Linked DNA regions of Mus musculus: regions 1, 3 and 4 are each linked to region 2. Evidence: chromatin contacts called from public HiCAR-type, capture Hi-C and promoter capture Hi-C data. All regions are on one chromosome and are shown on one strand. Each heading gives the region's core, a stretch centred on a gene start, on an enhancer-like site or on the middle of the called end of the contact. The rest is flanking DNA. Distances are from core to core; before and after follow the strand shown. Region 1 holds the start of H4c8 (H4 clustered histone 8). Region 2 holds the start of Pgbd1 (piggyBac transposable element derived 1). Region 3 holds the start of H4c6 (H4 clustered histone 6). Region 4 holds the start of H4c4 (H4 clustered histone 4).

What was found. HiCAR-type assays count read pairs that join an accessible place to other places. Capture Hi-C pulls out chosen DNA fragments and counts their contacts.
Region 1: a contact with region 2 is called in a capture Hi-C map of macrophages, with 7 times the contacts expected there. The contact joins the promoter of H4c8 here to the promoter of Pgbd1 in region 2. A contact is called at or near these places in 5 of 39 promoter capture datasets (cranial neural crest, hippocampal neurons, liver and 1 more), 2 of 115 datasets of contacts at active chromatin or transcription factors (astrocytes and embryonic forebrain) and 2 of 9 other capture datasets (liver and macrophages).
Region 3: a contact with region 2 is called in a promoter capture Hi-C map of pancreatic islet, with 6 times the contacts expected there. The contact joins the promoter of H4c6 here to the promoter of Pgbd1 in region 2. A contact is called at or near these places in 8 of 39 promoter capture datasets (the 3T3-L1 cell line, cranial neural crest, frontonasal cranial neural crest and 4 more), 1 of 484 Hi-C or Micro-C datasets (B cells), 2 of 115 datasets of contacts at active chromatin or transcription factors (astrocytes and embryonic forebrain) and 3 of 9 other capture datasets (adipose tissue, macrophages and pancreatic islet).
Region 4: a HiCAR-type map of astrocytes shows a contact between it and region 2, with 4 times the contacts expected there. The contact joins the promoter of H4c4 here to the promoter of Pgbd1 in region 2. A contact is called at or near these places in 7 of 39 promoter capture datasets (the 3T3-L1 cell line, 3T3-L1-derived adipocytes, cranial neural crest and 3 more), 2 of 115 datasets of contacts at active chromatin or transcription factors (astrocytes and double positive thymocytes) and 1 of 9 other capture datasets (liver).

Annotation. Positions count from the first base shown.
Region 1 is chr13:23,529,235-23,532,562 of GRCm38.p6, reverse strand. It overlaps H4c8 (H4 clustered histone 8), which reads right to left and starts at 1,519. Exons shown (of 1, transcript NM_153173.4): 1 at 1,085-1,519. The coding sequence starts at 1,448. The coding sequence ends at 1,137. It overlaps Gm11335 (predicted gene 11335), which reads left to right and starts at 1,635. Exons shown (of 2, transcript NR_167693.1): 1 at 1,635-1,886. n-TMcat9 (a tRNA gene) reads left to right here and starts at 2,144; the gene lies at 2,144-2,215.
Region 2 is chr13:21,439,118-21,442,396 of GRCm38.p6, reverse strand. It overlaps Pgbd1 (piggyBac transposable element derived 1), which reads left to right and starts at 1,344. Exons shown (of 5, transcript NM_001162920.1): 1 at 1,344-1,637. It overlaps Zscan26 (zinc finger and SCAN domain containing 26), which reads left to right. Exons shown (of 6, transcript NM_001347491.1): 6 at 1-217. It overlaps 4930470G03Rik (RIKEN cDNA 4930470G03 gene), which reads right to left and starts at 1,926. Exons shown (of 4, transcript NR_151504.1): 1 at 896-1,926; 2 at 616-761.
Region 3 is chr13:23,550,278-23,553,553 of GRCm38.p6, reverse strand. H4c6 (H4 clustered histone 6) reads left to right here and starts at 1,886. Exons shown (of 1, transcript NM_175655.3): 1 at 1,886-2,268. The coding sequence starts at 1,911. The coding sequence ends at 2,222.
Region 4 is chr13:23,580,263-23,583,674 of GRCm38.p6, reverse strand. It overlaps H4c4 (H4 clustered histone 4), which reads right to left and starts at 2,107. Exons shown (of 1, transcript NM_175654.3): 1 at 1,706-2,107. The coding sequence starts at 2,073. The coding sequence ends at 1,762. It overlaps H2bc6 (H2B clustered histone 6), which reads left to right. Exons shown (of 2, transcript NM_001177653.1): 2 at 1-5.

The sequences.
Region 1 (3,328 bases), core at 270-2,769, 2.1 Mb before region 2:
CGGGAGGCAGAGGCAAGGGTATATCTGGAGTTCGAGGCCAGCCGGGTCCACAGAGTTCAAGGGCATCTAGTGCTACCCAGAGAAACACGGTCTCAAAAAAGAAAAAGAAAAAAAAGTGGTGGTGGTATCATGATGACGATGACGAGAAACAGTCAGAAGGCTGAACAATGAGGAAAAGTATTTCTGCAAAACCTGTTAAGCTGAGTTGGATCCCTCGGTGGAAGGAGACCCAAAATCCTGTAAACTGTTCATTCACCTAGTAACACACACAAAGTGTTAAATAAACATCACATTAACACCCTGAATTTCTGTGATTTCATAGTATAATCATACAAGTAGATTGCTGGCCATGAAGAAAAGCATCTTTTCTGTCGAGTTTTTCTTTTGACTTTTGGGGGGTTTCTTTGTTTTCGTTTTGTTTTGTTTTTGGAGACATTTAGCCCCAAACTTTCGGTGTACAGTACTCTAAAATCTTATCACTCTTGGCTGAAACCAAATTCCTGAAGATACACTTAGACCACATCGAAAATATCAAAACTGCCTATACTGACTTAGATTTTATTAAAACATCCATCACGAATGCACTCCTACATGTTAACAATCGGGACGTTCCCATAAAGTTGCATATTAGAACTACCAGTTTTTTAATACTTTATCTAATGCCCAACCTTAATGAAACATTCCTTTTTTAGTAAACACCTCTCCACCGTGAGTGCCAGAAAAGCCCACACTGCATGGGTCTCCAGGACACGCCGGATTTCCGCAGTCTGCGCAGACGCTCCAAAGCACAGAAACAGCCAACCACCGTCGGTGCTGTGCACTCAGGCCCGCCCCACGCTCTAGTCCCAAACTGCGCAGCCGCTAGCTCTCGCGCTTTGTCCTTGCAACCTGCACCATATAAACAAAAAACTTTATACTTCCTACTTCAATAAATGCACGCTGCCCGAATATAATTTAAGAATTTGCCAACCTGGATTGTAAATACCTGAATAGTGAGTCGATTAACGTACTTACACAACGCTGCTAACGTTGCACAATCATTTCAAAACGTAAAACACATGTTCGCTCTTTTAATAAGAAAATGTGGGCGGCCCTGAAAAGGGCCTTTGGTTTTGTAGGTCAGAAGCAAGATTCGCTTAACCGCCGAATCCGTAGAGGGTGCGGCCCTGGCGCTTGAGCGCGTAGACCACGTCCATGGCGGTGACGGTCTTGCGCTTGGCGTGCTCCGTGTAGGTGACGGCGTCGCGGATCACGTTCTCCAGGAACACCTTCAGCACACCGCGGGTCTCCTCGTAGATGAGGCCGGAGATGCGCTTCACTCCCCCGCGCCGGGCCAGGCGGCGGATGGCGGGCTTCGTGATGCCCTGGATGTTGTCACGCAGCACTTTGCGGTGGCGCTTGGCGCCGCCTTTGCCAAGACCTTTACCGCCCTTGCCACGACCAGACATGGTGTACTTGCTGAAGAAAAAACCTCAACAGAGTGGAAGGCACAGGCACATTACTTATATGCAGTGTTTTCGGACCTGATTGAAGACTGAAACCCCCTGCAATGGCCCCGCCCCTGGCATGGGCAATGCCTAGTGACGTCACCAACGTTCGTTGTACTCGCTCCTTGAGCTGGGTCCTTTGTCCCCATTCCGGACTTCCCGGCCATTTTAACGAGTTCAGACTAAACAGTTTCTTTAGCAATACATATTTGTCACTTGTAACAAATTTAGAAAGACAGGAGATCTTTGGTGAGCCAAGCGATCACAAATACTGATGTGGAGGTCTCGCTTCCCATGTTTTTATTTTCGGCTGTAAAGGACTAAACACTGGAGAAAATAGCACCATTTCTTCCACTATCTCGACTTAAGGACAAACCTGATCCCAAACTCTTCGCGCAGGTAAATGCGTGGTTGGTCACTAAGACGCGCTGTATTGTTTTCTCCTTTGTCGAATTACTTACTAGTATGTTAATGTTTACTGATCTAGTCCAAATTTTGCTTTCTCTTTGACTCATTAGCGACATTATTCCCAACAAATATTAGCCTTTAGGTAGACAAAAATTAGAAGGTGCCTTCCTGCAGGCCTTTGTATGAAGTAGAGAAACACCAACTGCAAATAAAGTTAAGTATAATATTTTGAAAGGCTCTCTTTAAGTAGCAGAGTGGCGCAGCGGAAGCGTGCTGGGCCCATAACCCAGAGGTCGATGGATCGAAACCATCCTCTGCTATCTGGACTTTTTTTTTTCTTTTTTCCCTCCTCCTAAAGTTAAGTTCGTGAGGTAAATCGATCTCTGCAAAACGGAACTGGAACTTTTACATGGACGCTCAAGTGGTAACTCATGTGTTCTCTTGGTAATAAGTCAGATTTATTTTGCCCAATAAAACCTAAAATCACTACACGAAGGTGAATACAAGTGTAAGAGTGGAGGAACAGAGCTCAGTTTCTTCTATACATAATTCATAAAGCCTTATTTTTCAAGGGTCTGGTGGTAGGAATACATTCATTGATCAGTCCCTATAGATATTCTTTGCAATTACTAGAGTCTTAATCTTGACAACAATAGGTAGTGTTTTGAGAAAAGTGTGTGTAGTTAAGGGAGGATGTGGGGGTCTTCAGTTGAAGTCTGACTGAGAAAACCACTTCTGCTACCGACATTAGTCTCCACTTTCACAAAGATAAATCTTTGCTAAGCTATTGCTATTCTCTACGCTTATTTTTCAAGTTTTGTACTCACTGTCTTTTTTTATTTCTCTCACAGTAAAGATTCCTGTTCAAATTTTATATGTCACACTGTCCTAGAAGTTAAAACACAAAAAAAACATAGTAAGTAGTCTAGAATCAGTACAGATATTTTGGGTTACTTTGTTTTGAGTGACCTTGAAATGCTCCTCTTGCCTCTGCCAACAAGCTGTACTGTGTCTTCTTAAAATAGTTTTTCACTGGATCAGAAAACAGAAATCCAAAGGCCTCTCTCCTGTTAGGCTGTAGAGATGGAAGACTTTATTTCTTCTCAGAGGGGGTTAAAGGTAAAGATCAGCCTTTTTTTTTTTTTTTTTTTTTTTTGCTTCAAACCAAAAAAAAAAAAAAAAAAGTGAAAATTTTTTTTAAGAACTACTTTATGAGCTGCAAGAATAAAATTGATCTCAGCCCCATAACTACCCACCAGTTCAGTGACTTGGGGAAGTCCTTCCGTAACTACATGCGTGTGTAGTTAGGATTACAGGAAAGACTACAATACAGGAAAAGACTGTCACGAAGGAGAAGACTGGAGAAGGCTCTCTTGTCCTCTCCTCCATGGTGTCAGACATCCATCACTCCAGCTGAAAGCCACAGGAGTGTG
Region 2 (3,279 bases), core at 95-2,594:
AACAAATATATTTAAAGCAACATAAAAACATAATTATTGATAGTGTAAAGAGAATACTTTTCTATGGAAATAATGATATTGACAGTATTGTAAACAGTCTGTAAAGTGTTAATAAAGTTTCAAAGTAATTTTTGAATAAAATTAAAGCTATAAAAAGAAAGTAAAGATTTTTAAATGGTGTTTCCTACAGCATTACTTAATAAAGAATATAACTAAACCTGCATTATTGAGGATAGTTAAGTAAATTATTGTACCCTATACAACGGAATATTGTTGGGATGTTTATGCTTATGGGTCTGGGAGAGGCTCGGTTGGTAAAATGCCTATGACAGTGGTAGGGATGGTAGTATAGAGCTATAATCCCCCTGGGGGTGGGGGATCCCCAGAGCTTGCTGGCAGCCAATGTAGCTGCATCAGTGAGCCCCAAGATTCAGTAAGAGACCTTGTCTAAAAAATAAAGTTGAAGAGTTATAGAGAAAAGCCTCAGGAATCGACCTCTGGCCTCCATACCCACATGCACATGTGGATGTTCATAAACACTCAAAACAACAATATTTTTCAGCTGCTATAGAAAAAGGATTGCTGTCTTAGCCAAATAATAAAGTGCAAACTTACATTTTGATTTCCGTAAGTGCTTCAAAAGCTATTATTCTCGATGAACAAAACGTTCCCAAATGTCCTGAGAATTTATAAGACATCTCTAGGAAGGTTGTGGTGGTAGATCCGCCAGTAAGTGCTTGCCAACACACCTGAGTTCAATCCTTGAGACCCACAAAGCAAGAGAGCTCCAAGTTGTCATATGATCTCCCAGTCGAATACACAGGAAGTAAATATGGTTAACTTTTGAATTCAAGCTACCTGGGATTTTGCACGCATATAAAATCTGTATACTCACCTTAGGGCTTTGTTGGGTATTTACCCAACTGACTGTCCGCACAAGACCCTGTAAAGGCCAACTCAGCTTTGTCTTTATGGAAGACAGTCTAGGAAAATTTTTCTTTTGTGGTGCTGGGGACCGAACCCAGTAAGTATGTCAAGCAAGAGCGCTCCCTCAGGTACATCCTACAGGGTTTTTTGGTTTTTTTTTTTTTTTTTTTTGTTGTTGTTGTTGTTGAAATGATTTACGGAAATGAGCGCGTGTTTGGTTTCTTCGAAACTACCAGGAGAGGTGCGGGTCAGGAAAACCACGACCTGGCTCCACCGGTGCACCAGAGATTGTCACCAGGCTTCTAAGGAGCACAACGCTTGCCGGAAGTTGCCAGTGAGTCTCCAGCTCCAACTACAGGAAGTGCCCCCTCGGTGCCCAGCTCCGTCTGCAGGAAGTGCCCCCTGTCCTTCATCCCTTTGGACTCCTTCCCGCCGACCTTCATCGTCGCGGGCTCGGAGACTAACAGCAAGAACCGCCAGGCTGTGGCGCTCTGGCCTCTTGGCTCTGGTCGCAGGCTTTTTTCATGAGCTTCGGCACATCCTCACGTCCTCGTAGCACACGTTCCCTAAACTTTTAAGCAGCAAATAGACACCCTTAGCTGCTGGGCGCTGGCGTATATAATTTTAGCGTAGATCTGGGCAGGTTAGAGCCCTGGCGAAGGCACTACAGGTACATCTATTACGTTCGTCCGGTCTTTGTTGGGTATCAGGTACGTGCTGCGATTCTAGTTTATGTAGAGGTCTGCCAGGAGCAGGGGTGGCTGTGCAGTGATCTGCAATAGAAGCTGGAGAACGGAGTACGTGCACCCAGAGGTGCACACCCGGTTGCCACCTGTGTGGCTCAGTTTTCCCATTCCTATTTTAGGTTCGAGGGTAGCCACGATAGATTATGCAGGTACAGAGCAGGTCTTGTGTCAGTAGGAATTTACATTGGAAGGATAGACCAATACAGAGCAGGAAAAAAAACTGTCACCCTGAATTCGAGGAACTGGGAAGTCCATGGTTTTTTTAGTAGGTAGGAACTAACTTCTTTTATTCTAGGATTAACTTTACTCATGGAAAATAATTAGGTGCTTAATATACTTGGTGGTAAACTAAACGGGAGACGCAGGTAAGATTGGATTCTGGGAGTTTGAAGTTAGCCCAAGGAGAAGTTTCTGATGGTTGCCATGGTTTTGTACGTGCGTGTGCGTGTGCGTGTGCGTGTGTGTGTGTGTGTGTAATGGCAGTCTGACCTCAAAGGACGCTAGAAGTTTGTCCTCACCAGCAAGCAAGCAAAGTTTCCTCTCTGAACACCGTTTGCAGCTCTCTAATTCGGTGCAGATGGATGGTTCCTATATGCTGTGTATACAAGACACAAGACTGGTTCCCACTTTCAACATCAGTTCTAAGTTCCACTTTATTTTACCTATGCTTCTGACCCACTGGCTGGAAATCAGGGTTTTTACTAACTGCTCCCAGAGCTCAGATCCCACAGAACTCAGGAAACATGCTTACTGACGTGTTACAAAGCGTATTGCAAAGGATTCAGGTGAAGCAGGGATAGATATCCCTGTGTTTACGAATAAGGGGTGTGGTACTTCTATGCCCTCTGTGGAGGCATCAGTCTCCAACTGTTTGGAAGCTCCACATCCTGCCTTTTGAATTTTGATGGAGACATTATTATATAGACCTAGTTAATTGAATAACTGTTCGGTGGTCATCCATTTAACTTACAGCTTATCCCATCCAAAGGAGTTTTATTTTGTTTTGTTTTGTTTGTTTTTAAAGCAACATGGCTCTAAGAACACCCACACTATTATGTAACCACCACAATGAATTGAGATCTGCAAGCTAACTCAGGGGTTATTCCTGGATAGTAAACATTTCTAGATGCTATAGAAGAGCTACTGTATTCCTGGATTAATTTAGAAAACCACAAATGACAGCATTTTAGCATTGCTGTTCTTCACTTAAAATATTTTATACATCTTTCACATTAGTACATGTGCTGTTCCTTTTCATTTGTATTTAATAAATACATGTTCTGCCAGTGTATAATTCTTATATACTTTCATAGCTGGCCTCTTACTAATGAACTTCCAGCACTGTAAAATTATCCTTTATTTACCTGATTTAATTGTCTCCAAGGCTTATTACCTCAATCTGCTAACTTAGGCCTTGTCCTGAACATTTCTAGCTTCCATACAACCTAATCTAGGTCTAGAATGTTTTCAGCCTCTGAGACTTGCTGCTAACTAAGCTTACTCTTTCTAGTTCATTCTGATCTCTAGCTGGTTGGCCAATTCAGCTGTTCTGACTCAAATTCCTCCCCATGCCAACTGATTCAATCTGGCTTCTCTCCTCTTCTGA
Region 3 (3,276 bases), core at 637-3,136, 2.1 Mb before region 2:
ATAGTAACAGGTGAGAGATTACAGCCTCATGAGGTATTCTACAGGGAGACACATTCTTGGGTATTCTAATACCTAGAGACTTTCAAATCTACAGGAAAGGGTGGTTGTATAAAATAAAAATCAACCTGGTTGTGGTGGTCCATGCCTTTAATCCGAGTACCTGGGAGGCAGAAGCAGGTAGATCTCTGAAATTAAGGACTATCTACAGAGCAAGTTCCAGGACAGCTATGGCTACATGAAGAAACCAAGCACTGTTTCAGAAGGAAAATAATAGGGCTAATAAATAGGTAGCAAGAAAAGAAATATATAAAGAGAAGAAGGCAACTTTAGGCTGAAATAATAAGTAACAGGAAAACAATCATAATAGATGGGGAAGAAGACAAATTTAAGACAAATGTGCTCAAAATATCTATAAAAATTAGAGCTATCAATTTTATATCCCTTTCTGTTGACATTACATGAAGATACTGGCAACTTGGAACTCACATCCAAGTACAAAAGAGTATGTATTAAGTTCATTTTCTAAAATGGGAGCCTTTAAATATTTAAAAACCCCCCTCCCACTTCTCTCTCCCCTCTGTAACACCTTTTAACTGTGTGTGGAAGCTAAATAGCATCTTGCATACTTGAGGAGTATTCTAAGTCCTCGATTTTTTAGAAAAGCCCATTCTCCAATGTGCAAATACATCCCCATCTACAGTCTAGATAACTGAAACTGTGCTCAACAAGTTTCAGGGCAAGGTCAATGCAATTGGGATATGGCTGCTTCACTGGGGTACTTACTAGGCAGCAGGAAGGAATATGCTGAGCTGATGTCATGTCACACTTCACAGCCTGAACTTAGTTTCCCTTAAGTGACCTTTGAGTTCCTTGGGTGGGGGAGAGGAATCCACTGTGCTATTTAACCCCACTGTACTCACACTAGTTTTGGCATTCTGGTATGTACAGAGTGAGTGGGGTGAGGACTGGTGATTTTCTGGAAAGAAGCATAGAAAAGTTCTGTGGGGTAATTGGGATAAGCACATCCTGAGTACATGGTAGTTACTTTTGTTTTTTTGTTTTTTTGGGTTTTTTGTTTGTTTGTTTGTTTCTCTACCATTATCATAGAAACGTCTCACACAAGCAATAGCCAAAGCACATCTTCAAGATGGCCTCTCTCTACACAAGGATGGGGCTCAAACCAGTACTACAGAGGCTAAAAAGAAAACGGTGGCTACCGGTCATGAAACACAAAAGTCCTCCCCAGCAACAATAGCGTTTATTAAAAAGATTAGATCTTCAACTCTGAGCAAGTCTCCATCTTTCCAGGCCAGCCTGGTCTACAGAGTGAGTGCCAGGACAGCCAGGGCTACACAGAGAAACCCTGTCTCGAGAAAAAAAAAAAAAAAAAGGGAAGCAGTATATATTCAATCAATACTAGTGCCCTTTGTAGACTTGAAAACAGAGCTATGTGCAAGCCTCTGAGAAATGCAAAGAGCTTCATAAGTGAGATTTAATAATGCTTGCAAAATTTTAGAAGTTACATTTTCGTAAATCTTCCACCTAAAAGATAACCTTACTGTACTATATCCGGTTTTGTAGATAAGTGTATGGATAACAACCTCCTTTTTAAAAATGATGAGTGGCTGGGAGAATTATAAACTATCGGTTGTCAGAACCTACAAGTACGCTCCTGAAGGACACAAACTAGTGACTAAGAACTCCAAGAGAAAAGCGGAAAACTCATATTCCCCTCGCCACAGGGGCTGTGCCTTCCGCCTAGCAATAGGATTCAGCCAGTGAGTTAGAGGGGCGGATACAGAATCACCTTCCCGCCCGCGCCTTTTCAGTCCTCTAAAAGGTCCGCATTCGCCATATATATACCAGCTGTAGAGGGCGCTTAAGGAATTTCAACTCAGTGCTCCATAGCCATGTCTGGTCGTGGTAAGGGAGGAAAAGGCCTGGGCAAAGGCGGCGCTAAGCGCCACCGTAAGGTTCTTCGCGATAACATCCAGGGCATCACCAAGCCCGCCATCCGCCGCCTGGCCCGGCGCGGAGGAGTGAAGCGCATCTCCGGTCTCATCTACGAGGAAACCCGCGGTGTGCTGAAGGTGTTCCTGGAGAACGTGATCCGCGACGCCGTCACCTACACGGAGCACGCCAAGCGCAAGACCGTCACCGCCATGGACGTGGTCTACGCGCTCAAGCGCCAGGGCCGCACCCTCTACGGATTCGGCGGTTAAGCTCACCTGGAGCTTCTTTCTCAAAGGCCCTTTTCAGGGCCACCCACTTTGTCATAAAAAGCTGTTTGCATTTCTCGACTTGTAATTGTTCTGTCCCTAAAGTTCAAAATGGCGGCTGAGACTTTTCAAAAGGTAAATCTAGGCAATGAAAGTGCTTCCCCAGTAGTTTGTAGTAATTATAACACATCAAATCCAGACAAGGTCTACTGCTTTCTCCCAGTGCTTAAGCTGAGTCTTATTCCCTTGAAGGTGCTAAATACAAAGGGCAAAAGATACTTTTGAAGAGATGATGAACAAAATTCTTAGGCCTAAAGAGCTGTTTTAACCTGTGTGCTCTTTCCCCTGTATCCTTGATTACAACCCTAACGTTTCACTTCTGGGCTAAAGCTCAAGGCTGCCAGCTCTTCCTGACAACGTTGCTCCAGAGGGAAAACTCCATTACTAGTTAACAGACTGGTTCATATTTTTTAAGTGGCCTTATTACTTAGCAACTTAGACTTGTTACCCTGCTATGAGCCAGGCTTTCCACATTGAGAAGGATTCGACTACTAAATGGCTTGTTGACTTCCAAATTTACAGCTCCTGCTATACATGAGATCACAACCACTCCCGCAGTCAAAATGATGGGCCCAAAAGCACACTAGTGACCCTATATTCCTAACTTAGCAATATCAAGATTACATGCTTCCTGGCACACATCCTGTTTTTCTCATTCTTCTGTATGCTTTCTGGGTCCTTTTCAAATTATTTTAATGATGAGTTATCTTTTCCCCTGCAGTGTTTTTTAAGCAATTTTAAATAGTTTTCATCTCTTTTGTACAAAAATAAAATTTTCTTAACTGATTATCCTGCATCTAAAAAATAAAACCCAAACTCCTGTGTTTTATCTGACATCTGTCTTGCCTCTATGACCTCATCCATAACCATGAATTATACTCCCAACTAGACTGAACAACACATCTTTTCTTCCAAATGAAATTTCCATCTGTACACGTGTGGTTTGTTCTCATAAGAATGTAATGTCTTTTTCAACCTTCACCTTTCTACCTGAACC
Region 4 (3,412 bases), core at 858-3,357, 2.1 Mb before region 2:
ATTGAGTGTGCTCAGAGCCTTTCAGCCATCCCCACTGATCTTCAAACCAGAATTGCAGTACAGTAGTACTCACTACCTCTCCATAAAGCCCAACCTCATGCCAGGCAGTGGTGGCACACACCTTTAATCTCAGCACTTAGCAGGCAGAGGCAGACAGATTTCTGAGTTCCAGGACAGCCTGCCAGGACAGCCAGGGCTACAAAGAGAAACCCTGTCTGAAAAACAAAACAAAACAAAAAGCCCACCCTCATACAGTTCCTCTCTGGTTATTGTTTTGTTTTTCAATCTTTTCCCACTGGTTGAAATTCCCCATGACACCTCCAGTTTCTGTTGTGTGCAAATTTTCTCTACCTAAGCTTCCTATTGAGGCTTGGCCAGCCTACAGAGAAGATTCTACTTTAAAATAGATAGAAAAACAAAAGAAAAGTGGATGTGAGTATTGACTGTTGAGCTTGTTGAAGGACATATCGATTGGTAAGTTACTTCTCCTCCAGCTAAATAAGCTGATTCAAGCCAGATTGGATTATATTAAAGGCAGGTTTATTGGGAAGCTGCTCTCAGAAGAATTCACTGGCCCCAAGGCCAGGGAAGTCACCATGGGCAGAGGTTGGAGGAAAGAAAGAGAGAAGGGGTATACACCAGGAGAGAAGAGAAGGGGAAATGTGGGAGGAAAGAAAAAGCAGAAAGACCAAAATGTCTGAATTACATAAGGAAGAGCCTCTGGGGGAAGGGCAGCCCATCCCCTGGGCTAGAAATTTCAGGGTTGGGGGCAGGGTGTGCCAGATAGGGACTGTGGGAAGCTGGGAGAACCTGGAGACCAGGTCCGCTTTGATATGTAAAATATGTTAACTTGTCCCAGGGTCTGAAGCTAAATACTGAAGATATTTACCCAAGTTTTTATTGACTACAAGGTCTGGGTCTTTTTTTTTTTTTTTTTTAATTCTTGGAGGGAAGGGCTGGAGGGACAGCTAAAGCATGTGCTCCGTGTGCCTGGTGGCCTGAGTTTAGTCCCTAAAGTGTATATAAAGGTAAGAAATATATAAACACAAATAAAAAAAATTTTTTAAGTTCTTAGCAGACACTGATGTTTCTTCTCTGGTGACTCTTTGGGAACAACTGATAATGCTGACGAAAGTTAATGAAGTCCTGGACCATATGAAGTTTTCCTTGAGGAATAGATAGAAGATTTACACGTCAATCTCTGGTGCTTATTTTACAGATTAGGAAGTTAGAGAAAGCTGGGTGTGGTGGACCACGATTTTAATCCCAGTACGTGGGAGGCAGAGGTAGGAAGATATCTGTGAGCCTGGTGTATAGAGTAAGTTCCAGGCCAGGGCTATTACACAGAATACATGGAAAGAATGAAAGGAGGGAGGGGAAGAAATTGTAGAAAGCTCCAGGTTAGAAAACTTGAACATAATTCAGTGTTCCTAGGTTTCCAAGGCCTGGATTGATTAGAGGGTTTGGTTTTGAGACAGGATAGCATCTATACCTTAAGGGACTTGGAAAAAAGGATCTTGACTGACCCTCAGCCCTCTCCTGAGAATGTCAGCATTAAAGAATGAGACAACAGGCCTGCTTTTAGGCTATCAATACTGAAGATAGACAGGTGGACCTGCCTAAACAGATACTATGTATCGAGCCAGTCCCAGCACCCACCCCATTCCAGAAAACCACCTAAGAGCAGCTCCTTTAAGTGAGAAGGTAGTGGCCCTGAAAAGGGCCTTTGGTTTTTGGGTGAAGAAAAATAAATGAGTACGTTTAGCCGCCGAATCCGTAGAGGGTGCGACCCTGGCGCTTGAGCGCGTAGACAACGTCCATGGCGGTGACGGTCTTGCGCTTGGCGTGCTCCGTGTAGGTGACGGCGTCGCGGATCACGTTCTCCAGGAACACCTTCAGCACACCACGGGTCTCCTCGTAGATGAGGCCGGAGATGCGCTTCACTCCTCCGCGCCGGGCCAGGCGGCGGATGGCGGGCTTGGTGATGCCCTGGATGTTGTCGCGCAGAACTTTGCGGTGGCGCTTAGCACCACCCTTACCAAGACCCTTGCCGCCTTTCCCGCGTCCAGACATGTTAGCAAACTAGGAAGGAAGCTCACTAGCCAGTGACTGTAACAAGCGGCCTTCCTGGCTTTTATAATACCAATGCGGACCTGTTTGAAAACCTGAAGGGAAGGGGGCGTGAACCATGGTCAATTCCCGCCCTTCTGGCGTTTATCCTATGAAAAGGCTGAGGAGACAAGGCGGGTCCTAAGACAAGAGCAGAGCCAGCAGTTGAAAATTCAACACATTGCCCTCAAGAGTGACAATTTATGTATTGTGAAAAAAGAAATTTGTCTTTTATCAGACCAAATAGAAAGTAATGTTATTAGTCTCGTGAACCTATAAATCGGGACACCCCCCGTATTATTTCAGATATTTACATTACAATTCATAACAGTATCAAAATTACAGTTAAGCAGCAGTGAAATAACTTTATGGGTGAGGGTAACCACAACATGAGGTGCTGTAGTAAAGGGTCCCAGCATCAGGAAGGTTTAGGACCACTGAATCCAAGGTTTTAAGTACAATTTTAAGAACACTTACTATTTCCTGTTCTGAGACTTTTTATTGACTTAGGTACGTATGCCTAAGAATCTGAACTTTTTTTTTTTAGCATTCAGGCTGACCAGGGGGAAGTAAAACCTCAAAATGTTACAGGACTGTAGCGCTGAAAGATTAGAAGATGTAAAGGATATGCATCCCAAAGGTGTGGGCCTTCTGCTTGAATTACACATAGACATCAGGAGCTCTGGGAACAGGGATGGGGGAAAGGGGCTGCTCTTTATGTTTACTATGCTTTCACTGAATCTCAGGATTTCTTGCATGTATGTTTTTTAGTTAATAAACATTGCACAGAAAATCTATTATCCTTAGCACATCATAGTTATATGTACCTCAAAATATCATGCATGCACCCCCACCTCACACTGACAGTTCTTAGTCAAAGGATTTGGTGGTTTCATGTACTAATGAAGAGTCACACACTAATATCTAACCAAATACTTCCATAAAATGCTAATACAGTAAATACTCATGCTGTATTGTTTTCCACATCTGCATTACTCTTCTAGAAAGGAAAAGAACAGTTTCTTCTGCTCTGTGAATGAGTGGATGACCCAAAGCAATGTTTTAGAATCACTCTTCAAGAAGAGCGCCACAGAATTCAAAGACTCTGAGTTTCTGGAGATTCATAGAGAAACATTAAAACTGCATGTGAATATTTACTGGGTGAAGTGCTTGATGCATATAAAAACCCTGGGTTTGATCTTGGGGACTACAATGGGCTGGTGGCAATGCACTGTTGTAATTCCAGCACTGCATAGGATGGTTGAAGCAGGAAGGTCAGGTATAGATAATTCTCAGGAACATA